Linked DNA regions of Mus musculus: region 2 is linked to region 1. Evidence: chromatin contacts called from public targeted proximity ligation data. All regions are on one chromosome and are shown on one strand. The core of a region is the stretch at or near the end of the contact, and the rest is flanking DNA. Distances in the headings are between cores, read along the strand shown.

Region 1 (5,346 bases), core at 1,802-4,301:
AAAAACAGAACTACAGGAGAGACTGGTACACTTTCAGAGACAAGAGAAGTTAAATGTCCCCCACCTCCTGCCCCCAACACACACACACACACACACACACACACACACACACACACCCTCGATTTTTTTCCTCTGGGGGAAGTGAGGAGACCCTGCTGTTGTTCAGGGTGTTAATCTTATCATTGGCATCTGTGCTGCCATCAGTCATGATGTCTCCTGACTGCTCCAAATATACACTCCAGTGCACGTGGAGGTAGAGAAAGGAGGTGTGAGGAATCCCTTTAAAAACAGGTTTAGACATCTAAAGGCGGTCCAGGTACTGTACTCTTGGGTTTATAATCATGAGTATGTGTTTGACAAATCCTCCACTGTCTCTCAGGACCCAAGTTCTCTGACAGCACTTGAATCTGGCTGGGTCTTTCCCAGTTTCAAGCCATCTCCTTCTTTGGCCAGCTTTTGGTAACCCTTTGCCTGGATCATTGTGTTCTCTTTCTTAATCCAGTCTGTCTGTCCCCAGTCTTCCATGCACCAATAGCCATTTGTCTAAATGCAAGTTAGGGTTTCATGGCTGTCATGGCCACGAAGGCCTCCACCTGCCTGCCTGTCTCTTAAAAAGACCTTCATGATTTCATCCGGCTCACATCGTAATCCAGGATAGTCCTCATTTCAAGACTGCTAATATAATTGCATTATATGTAAGTTACTCTGCTACCATGCAAGGTGAATAATTGTTTACTTCACAGGTTTCAGAGATGAAGACATAGCATCTGTTTTTAACTGGCAAGGGGCTCATACCTGTAAGCTCAGAATTTGAGAGATTAAGGCAAACAGATGAGGATTCCAGGTCCAAACTTGGCTTATTGAGTGAGTTTGAGGTCAGCCTGCAATACAGAAAACTCTGTCTCAAGAATAAGACAAACCACAAAACATGGGGACAGTTTTGGGGGACCCTTATTTGACCTTTCATAGTAATTCAACGCAGAACAGCCTTCTTTGCGATATCTTCCTCGACTATATTTTAGAAAATTCCCTTGGACCGGAATACCAAGAGAAGATTTGAGTGGGGAGACCATTAGCAACCTCAAGGTCTAGTCTCGGCATCTCAGCAGGAGGCTGTGCAGGGGCAGCTGGACCATGGCGCTGTGTAGCCACCACCTCCCTGTGATCCGTTCTCTAGGCATGCATTCTCACCTCCCTTTCTCTCAGTTTTGACCTGACGTTGACCTTCCTCCAGATCTGTTGAAAGAGGCTTTATATCCAACCCACTGTGGTTTGTGGAGGCATTCACTAAAGGAAGTAAAGAGAAAACTCTACCCACAGGACAGTGCTGGCTTTATCTGCCTCCAGGTTACAATGATTTTTTTTCCCCCACTGAGGGAACTATCCTTTTCTGACCATTAGATGCCCTGGCTAAGCCTGGCTTCGTATCTGTAGACAAAGGTGGCTGGGTCATGCCAGAATGCCCTCTGACTCTGTCTTGCTGTCTCCAGATACTTATTGTGTATCTGGGAGAGATACAAGAGTGGACACCTTTGCTAGGAGGCCAAGTTCCTCAGATAGAAACACTGAGACATAGAAGATCCTTACAAAGTGATTTATTTGAGGGATTCTTAGGAAAAACCTGAAGGGATACGGAATGGGATGAGGAAGGAGGATTATGATGAAGGAAGACCTATCAAGTGCAGTCCCAATGGGTAACATTGAATCAGTCCCCCAGGGGGACTCTGAGAATGTAGGTCATAGCTTACGTTGTCTTGATCAGGGACAACCGTCATTGCTTAAGGACTGGCCTAAGAAAACATAAATTCCTAGTGAAACCTGGTGTGCCTGGAACCCAGAAGAGGAGACACTGAGAATCTGAGGGAAACCTGCCACTCAAAACTGTAAGTACGTCTGTGAATGGGGAGCCATTATGCTGGGAAATGAGGCAGAGACCTGAGAGGGTCTGGACAGGGCTCTGATGTTCTCCACGACATCCTGTGTTCAGGCATTTCCTCTCCTCATGTGACATAACCACCCCACCCAAGTCTGTCACTGTTAGTTTCATTCATAGTCAGGGCCCTGTACCACACATACCTGGCCTGTGGAGGGAGCTGGTCATGGCGTGCTTCAAAGGATATCAACTTTGGAACTCTGAGGGAGAATCCATTTTCTCTCAGTCATTTCATTTCCCAAGGATGATGTGTATATCTGTCTCCCAGAGATGTCAGGACCCCCAGCCTCTGCCTGTTCTGAGCACATTTGTCCTTGTCTAAGAACCCTGTGTTGTCTCAACCCACTCTCCGGAGTTTGACTTTACTCTTGATATTCTTGACATTCAGTAGAGGCTAGTCTGCAATTGAGGGTCACACAAAGCTTCTAGATCTCTCCTCCTGATACTCTACACATGGGAGTGTCCAACTTCTTAACACTGTTCCATGATGTCATCTACAAAGTGTATGGTGGAGAACTGTGCCATTGAGTTACAGAGTGAATTGGAAAGAAAAAATCTTACAATGTTTAAAGTGTCTGGCCACTTTCATAGTTCTTCTCAGCTTCATGAAGCCTACAGGTTGTGCATTTGCCATACCTATGCAGGTGCCACAGTCACTTTCTTGGGTATTCACAAAGGATGCTGCCCCTTTGAGTAATTCCAACGAAGACTTTCCAAACCACTTCATTTTTAAAAAATATATGCAATAATCTTTCCATTATTCTTGAACTGACATGTAGTAAGAATAGCAGCTGATATTTGAATAGTGTGTCATTCATTTTACAAGAGCTAGTTTACTTCACTCTTCCTCCCTCAATGACCCTACAAGCCAGAGACTATCATGATCTCCATTTCTCTGTTGAGGAAGGTGAGGCTCAGAGTTAGTTTACAGAGCTGAGACTTGAATCCAAGTCTGTTCTGGTTAAATAGAGCCCATGCTCTATATCATAATCCTGTTTCACCTGCTCCATTACAGCAAGAGAAAGAAGGGTCTCCTGCTCAGAGTTAAGGGCACAGAATAGGGATAGGTCTGGCAAGCAAGAGTGTTTCTTCAGAACTTGGGATTCCGATGGTGTTTAGTCACCCCATTTATTAGGTTCCTTACCCAAGAGTTAAGTAGAAAATGGATTCTTTCTCCCAAATCCCTTTCAGATGTGTTGGCCAGCAAGGCAAACTTCGTTGCCCCAAAGTGAGTTCCTGTGCAATCCGGTTGTACTTCAGTATACTTCTCTGGGAGAGGGGCTTAGACCCTTCACGTAGTGTTTTTTTAAAAAGCGCGTTCCTGGAAGCTACACCCAGTATCTGCTGCTTTTGTCTGTTTAGCCAGAACCATATCAAACGACAGCCCACCCTTAGCTGCAAAGAAGGCTGGGAAATAAAGTTTGCTTTGTTTGTTTGTTTGTTTGTTTTAAAGCATAGCTTTCCCAACAAAATCGTCATCTTATTAGGAAGCAGGGGATGATGGGTACTGAGTAGATAGCCAATACTGTCTGCTGCACCCCAGTCCAGTTCTCACTGTCTTAGGTAATGCAGTTCATGGACTATGATTTCAACTAACCTTGGGCCAATGCACTAAACTCTTCTATTTATCCTTTCAATGCGTTTGTGTGTCCCAGAGGTGTTAGGTATTTTGTAGACCTTGTCTTTTCCCTAAGTCCACTCCTTCTGTGTTTTGTGTCTTAGTGAGTGCCATCATTGACTGTCTAGTGATTCCAATCAGAGATACGCACGCCATCCTTCCTTATCCCTTAGCCTTCTCAGCTGATCACTTACCAAGTCTGTGCTTTCATTTCTCCTTTATTTGATCTCTTCTACCCAGCAGTGTATGCAAAGCACAATTCATCATGACCAAATAAGGGCTATACCAGGAATAAAAGATGATTCCATGATGGGGAATTCATTATTGTAACTCAGCATCTTTACAAATCGAAGGGAAGGTGCATGGGCTTACAGATGGAGAGATTCATTTAATAAAATTAACATGCTTTGCCTGTCTTTAGTTAAAGTAAAAAAAAAAAAAGAGTATGAATTAGTTTATTCCAAAGTTATTGGACCTGTACAGTGTAAACTATAAAATATCATTAAAAGAAATTAAAGAAAAACTAAATAACTGGAAAAACACCCTTTTTTTATGAGTTAGAAGACTAAATATTATCCAAGTGGTAGCTCCATCCCAGGAGAGCATTGACTTCAGCACCATCATTATCAAGACCCTTGATTTCAACTTCTTTTTTTTTTTCTTTCTTTCTTTCCAGAATTGGGAAAGTGGATCCTAAAATGTATGTGAAATGTCAAGGGTCTCTGAATAGTCGAGACAATTTGGAAGATGAACAGTTTAAGCTTCAAAACATGCTGGAAATCTACCGTGACCAAAACAGTGTGCTCTTGGGGTAAGGGCATAGCTTCAGAATGAGAAAAAAAACTGAGAGTTCTTTTTGTCACCTTCAGCTGCCATGAGAGAATAGCATAAAGTAGGTCGCTGGAGCATATTTCTAAAAGTTCTGAGACTAGAAGTCCAGGATCAAAGTGTTGCCTCCTGCTGTTCCTGGTGGAGGCTTGTCACCTGGCTCTGGGGTTGAAGAGGCTCTGCTTTTTTTTTTTTTTTTTTTTTTTTTTTTTTAATAAAGTGATAAATTCCATTACAAGGGCTCATGGCCTAATCCATCACTAATCACTGCCCCAAATCCCATTAAACACCATCACATTAATGATTCAGGCCTTAATATGTGATAAGAGGGCTCATAAATTTCAAGACTACAATAAGAGTCATGATATAAACCAGTCACCTCTGGCCAATTCATTTTTGGCAAAATGGCCAAGACCATTCTGTGGGAAAAATCATGTTTTGGACAAGTGGTATTGGCACAACTGGTAGCTACATTTAAAAAGATTCAGGCTATACACAAAATGGATCAAATACCGAAATATAAGAATAAAAGGCATAACTGAGAAAAGCCAATGTTGCATATTTTCTCTCATTTGTGGATGTTAGCTTTGAATATGCAGATATATATATTCATTTGGAATACTCATCGAGGTCAGGGAAATCATAAGGGACTATAGAGAAAAGAAGCCTTAAAGGGGGGGGGGGAGTTAGAATGTACTGGGATAAAGAATTAAAAGGAAGTAGTGGAACAGAAAGACCTTGTAAAAAGTCACATGGAAACTTCCTAACACACACAGGAACACTTCAAAAAAGTTAAAATAGAGTTACTTTGTAACAGGGTAACAGTGCCCTACCAGACACTATAGGCTACCAAATAAGAGACTCATCGTCAAGAATGGATTACCTCTTTTGGAGTTACTGTCCAGTGGGATCCTAGAGCCCCAACCCAAGCATTGCAGGCTATTGCTGATGCTACTGGCCTCCCTAT
Region 2 (5,346 bases), core at 1,417-3,916, 110 kb after region 1:
TTGAAAGCTCAAAGATAAGAGTAACAGAGGAATCTTACAATGTCCTGTTCCAGACCTCAAAAAGGTGCCTGAAGGTCTCCAGTCCAAATCCTAACCCTGCAATCCCCTTAGATTCCAGAAACAGCAGAGGCTTGCAGGACACACTGCCCCGGATGAGGGTGATTATCTTTGAAAGCAAGGCTGGGCTTTGGAGCAGGTCTAATCATCTCCCAAAGAAGGACAGGGATCTGTCAATCAATGAGGGCTGCCTCAGACCACCTTGCAGGAGCAGAGATGCCAGTGACCCACCAGACCACACTCTGACCAGGGCTGCTTAATTTCCCATGTTATTTGACCCTCACCAGGATTGTACCATTTAAACCTCAATCTCATGTTGATATCCAAAAGATAGGTGTGGGGTCACTGTACCCTCTATCTGTTTCTTGTCTGTTTCTCTCTGATACATTGATCAAGTCTCCTTTCTCTGCTTTTTGACATCTCCAATCCCTTTAATTGATAGATGGGAATTGGAACAGAACAGAGCTGAGTCCTTGGGACTCCTGAAGTTTTGCTCAAACACTCTATCAACAAACTCTCACCAGACACAGAGAAACACTCCCTCCCCACAACTTGGGATTTCCCAGCTCCCAGAACTGTGAGATACAAATTTCTGTTGCTTATAAGCTGCTCAATTTTGAGTATTTTGTTCATTAACCCTGAAAGGCTCAAAAGTGCCGTTCCGCTTGGTTTCTACGGATGGCTTTCAATTTGTGAGCCCCTGGAGAAATCCTGGATTCTTATCTCTAAATCTTGTTCTCCTTATCTACAAAGCTCTCACTGTGTGCATGGGAAAAGGGGAGGGGCAAAGATTGTAAAAACCTGAACCCCACCCCTACCCTCCACTCCAGTGTGAAGTACATGGATCATGAACTGTAGCTCTGAGAGGTGTCTCAGCTGAAAGACATCTCAGGTCATCTGACCTGATAGACTAGGAAAAGGAGACTCAGACAGGTCACAGGTTAAGACAGATGATGGAGTCCCAGTGCTGGTCGTGAAGTGTGGGACTCTGATCAAAGCGACCTGTGTGCAGAAGTGCAGGATTGATTCCAGAACCTTAGAGGTCCCCAGTCAGGCTGGCATTGGGCACAGAATGGTGTGTGCATGCGTGCATGCATGAGTGCATGTGTGCATGTATGTGTGCGTTAGAATTTTTAGGGAGGTGATTGGCCAGCTAAGCATGCTGGCTGCCTGTGAAGACACTGACCATTCATTTGCAGTTCATCTGAACACTAGGGACTGGCTTCCCTCCCTGGAGCATGGCAATCGCAGAGCCAATGTGGTTTCCAGCCTCTAAGCTCAGAGTTAAGTCTGTGTGAGGACAAGTTTCACTATTCACCTCTGTAATTGGTGCCTGTATGGGGCCCAGGGGAAGCCAGGAGGTTGACAAATGAGGTTCGAACCCCACTCTTTTCTTTTGCTCCAAAGATCCCTCATCTATGCTGACTGTAGTGTCTCTTTCACCAAAGATGCTGTGTCTACATCAGCACCAGTCTGTCCAACACTTTCATCACAGGCCAGGTATGACAGTGTACACAGACTCACCTCTCTATAGAGCCTTTGAGTGCCCTCCCCAACTCTACGAGAACGTCTAGGGACTAAGAGGGACTGAGAAGATGCACTTCCCTCTGTACCCCACTAGCGCCCATCTGGTTGGGCATTTCAGAGGGAAGACAGCCATTCTTTGCAGCTCCAAGGTGCATCCAACTTCAGGTGTGGTGGCCCTGGGGACGGGAGACAGGTCACGGCTTGCCCTAGTGTTTTGGGTGCTCACTGCCAGCAGGAGAAACCTTCTGCGTGGAAATTACTTTAATTTGCAGTTGACAAAAGGCAAATTGCTGACATTTTTCTGCTAGGAGCCTGGAATGTAACCTTGCACTACTGCCCCAGACATTCCAGGTGGCAACTTCCATTAGCCGGCCCAGATTTTTAACTTCAAACAGGCTATAGAAAAAAGAAAGAAAGAAAGAAAGAAAGAAAGAGAGAGAGAGAGAGAGAGAGAGGGAGGGAGGGAGGGAGGGAGGGAGGGAGGGAGGGAGGGAGGGAGGGAGGGAGGGAGAGAGAGAGAGAGAGAGAGAGAGAGAGAGAGAGAGAGAGAGAGAGAGAGAGAAAGAAAGAAAGAAAGAAAGAAAGAAAGAAAGAAAGAAAGAAAGAAAGAAAGAAGAACTTAAGTCGTTTTACAGGTGGGCAAACCCACAGTCTTGATTTAACTCCACGAGTTCTCTCCCTTTGAACTCTACTGTTCTGGGCAGCTTAGAGAGCAGAGTCCTTGTGGGCATCCCATCCTGGGGTAGGGTTCTAGCCTTCATTGTGCTCCGCAGCAGTTGCAGTCTGCAGGACGGTGATTTTTAACTGGATGGAAGACCCTTCTGGTTTGGTAGACTGTGTGTAAACTGACTGCGAGGCCACGGAAACAGAGACCTGCTGCACCTCTCTGCAGGAAGCGTAGGATTCAGCAGGATCCCAGGTTCCTTCACGAGTGAATACTTGAATGAATGGGTGGTTTCCCGTTTTTTCTCAAGACCGGAGCATTTTTGTCTGTCTAGTCGTAAACTTCCAGAGCATTCCAGAAGAAAGGGCATCCTTTAGATGCGGTGGTGCTGGTCACCTTCCACTTAAAATATGTCCCAGAGATGCCTGTCTTGGGTGGGGTTCCGGGGAATGCAGACTGAATGGAATGCCTTTTGTGCCAACTGGGAACCTGAGGATGCTGCTGCCATCTTGTGGACAGTATTTGAAATACACGTCTATGTCTTCCCAAGATTCTGGCCCGTTCTACAATGGAATATTTTCCTTTGGAAAGCATTAGGCTGTGTTTCCAGAGCCACCCTTAACTGATTTCTGTTCTCCTGCGGAAGTAACAAAAATGATCGCGATATCAATAAATATATTTATTGGGTTTAAAAAAGTTTAATAAGACCAAGATCTGACGCCCAACTCTCTGCTTTGCCCTAACTCTTGGCCGTTTATGCTACACTTTACCTTGCTGCGTCTTTTTCTTCTTCCGCTGGTGTGGCAGTGCATTTGTACCCAGGATCACATTGTGTCTCAGCTATCTGCTTCCCCAATGGCAGGGACCTGAGAACTGATCAAAGTGTTGGGGGTACAGATTTTTAAAATTAAATCATTCGTTTATGTTTCGGGGTGCGGTGTGAAACTAGGACTTCACACTTGTCAAGGACACACACATTCAACAATTGGGCAACATCCTTGACCTCTGACTACAGAGATTTTTTTTTGACCCCTGTGCACCCATTATGTATTACATTTGGTTTGGAAACACTGTGTGTGTGTGTGTGTGTGTGTGTGTGTGTGTGTGTGTGTGTGTGTGTGTACAAATCCACAGGAGAGGTATGCAGTATGTTCCTGGAGTATATTCTTTGTTTTTTGTTTTGTTTCATTTTGAGACAGGGTCTCACTGTATAGCCCTGTCTGGTCTGGAAATTGTAACGTAGACCAGGTTGGTCTCAAACTCACAAAGATCCGCTGCCTTGCCTCGAATTGGGTTAAAGGCATAGACCACCACATTTAGTTCTTCCGAAATATATTCTAATTGAAGATTGATGTAGATTTTTAATGGGGTGCTTAGCAACCCCATTAGTTACTTGTAAGTTCATTTTTACATGGATCAGTGTCCCCAGGACTGCCCAGGTGAGCTGTAACCATTATTTAAACGGTTGCTTTGTTATTTTTAATTACATGTACACGTCTCTGTGTGGGTCTAGGCACTCTGCTGGTGCCCAAGATCCCAGAGATATCAGATGTTCCTGCAGCTGGAGTCACACGTGGTCATGAGTCAGATAATGTGGGGGCTGGGAACGCAACTCAGGTCCTCTGGAAGAATAATACGTGTGCTTAACCACTGAGCCATCTCTCCAGTCTGAGCTGTTACGGTTATTAAATTCATATCTGCACCCCATTTTGGAGCTCTTGACACAGGGTTGCTCTTGCGGGAAGCCATTTGAATGCACCTGGAGGTGGGAGGGTGGAACAGCAGCCCACAGATGTGGGCACTCAACCAGTCGTACATATACCACAGTCTGTATTTTGAGCTGAACCACCCAAGTGCAGCCTCTAGGTTTAAAGAAGACTTTTGAGCAGTTTTTTTTTCTTCATTGTACTAAATGGAGTCCAAAGGTTCACTTTTTAAAAGCCTTTGTGGTAGAATACAAAACTTAGAATACATTTATAAAAAAAAGACATTGAAACGCTTTAGACCTGCAGGTCCATCCTTTGTGGGTATAAATGTGTCCCTATGTATTAGTGCATTTGAAGGGACCACTTCCTACGCGACCATTTTCCAAGTGCTGTCTCTAGTGAGACCAGTGTCTGTACAGAGGAGGCTGGGGCCTCTCTGAGGCCAGCCCCAGATCACATCCCAATCTGTATACAAGCCTCATGGGGACTTCTGCAACCCCCAGCCACTTGACCTTGAGGCTAGACCTTCCTGGAGAGTGTGGCTTCGTTCTCTGCCGTACCCTCCTCACCCTTTAAAGGCCTGATGGAAATGAACGTTACCTTGGGAAGAATGTAGAAGATAGGCTTTTCATCAGAGGAACACACCGCAGGCGGATCAGCAAAACCCTTTGAGGAATTATTTGCTAGGATTATGCTTCTTGTTAATAAGAAGCCCTTCTGTCCTGTACCAGTAATAAACATACCAGCCAGCCTTGAACTCAGCAACTATAGGAACCATATTGAAATTTTGAGAAAAAATTTTATTTTAGTGTGTACATTGATGGGGGTGGTGGTGGAGGTAATGCCGGCCTGTGTGCCCCCACGTGGAGGACAGAGTTGGACATCAGGTGTCTCTGCATCCCATCACTCTCTATTTTAGATTTTGAGACCACTTCTCTCACTAGATGTTATAAGTCACTTTAAAGACTTAAATCTGAAGGATTGCATCAGACTGTACCCACCGACAGCCACTTCTCCCCTCTTGTCTATTTTACTGTTGATTCTGTCCTGCCCTTTTCCTCTGTGCAAGCTAAGCAAAAGAAAGCCCTCCCCCCCTATAAAAGGAGTGTGCAATTTAATTTTTATTTTAAAATAAAATGTGTTGTTTTAATAATTGGTGAGACAATGAGACGAGTGTGCAAATCTTAGTATCGTGGCTAGAGATACTTTCAGGGCATTTAAAGGACACTGAAGTGTTCTCTATGGGGGGTTGTTGAGGAATCACATTTTTTTTTAAGTGAAAGAAGGCTACATGCTTCTTTCTGAAAGATGTTAAAGGATTTCTTTGCTTGTCCAGATGAAGAAGGGAGACTCCAGATGCCACGGAAGACCCTCAAAGCAGACCTGTGGGTT

Evidence for each region.
Region 2: a contact with region 1 is called in a targeted proximity ligation map of embryonic fibroblasts, with 10 read pairs. A contact is called at or near these places in 11 of 484 Hi-C or Micro-C datasets (bone marrow-derived macrophages, embryonic stem cells, liver and 5 more), 3 of 130 datasets of targeted methods (embryonic fibroblasts, embryonic stem cells and extraembryonic endoderm stem cells) and 2 of 9 other capture datasets (embryonic stem cells and pancreatic islet).

What each region holds. Positions count from the first base shown.
Region 1 is chr19:37,769,095-37,774,440 of GRCm38.p6, forward strand. No RefSeq gene overlaps it. Among named protein-coding and RNA genes, the nearest start is that of Cyp26a1, 74 kb to the left of the region's middle.
Region 2 is chr19:37,884,240-37,889,585 of GRCm38.p6, forward strand. No RefSeq gene overlaps it. Among named protein-coding and RNA genes, the nearest start is that of Gm52397, 99 kb to the right of the region's middle.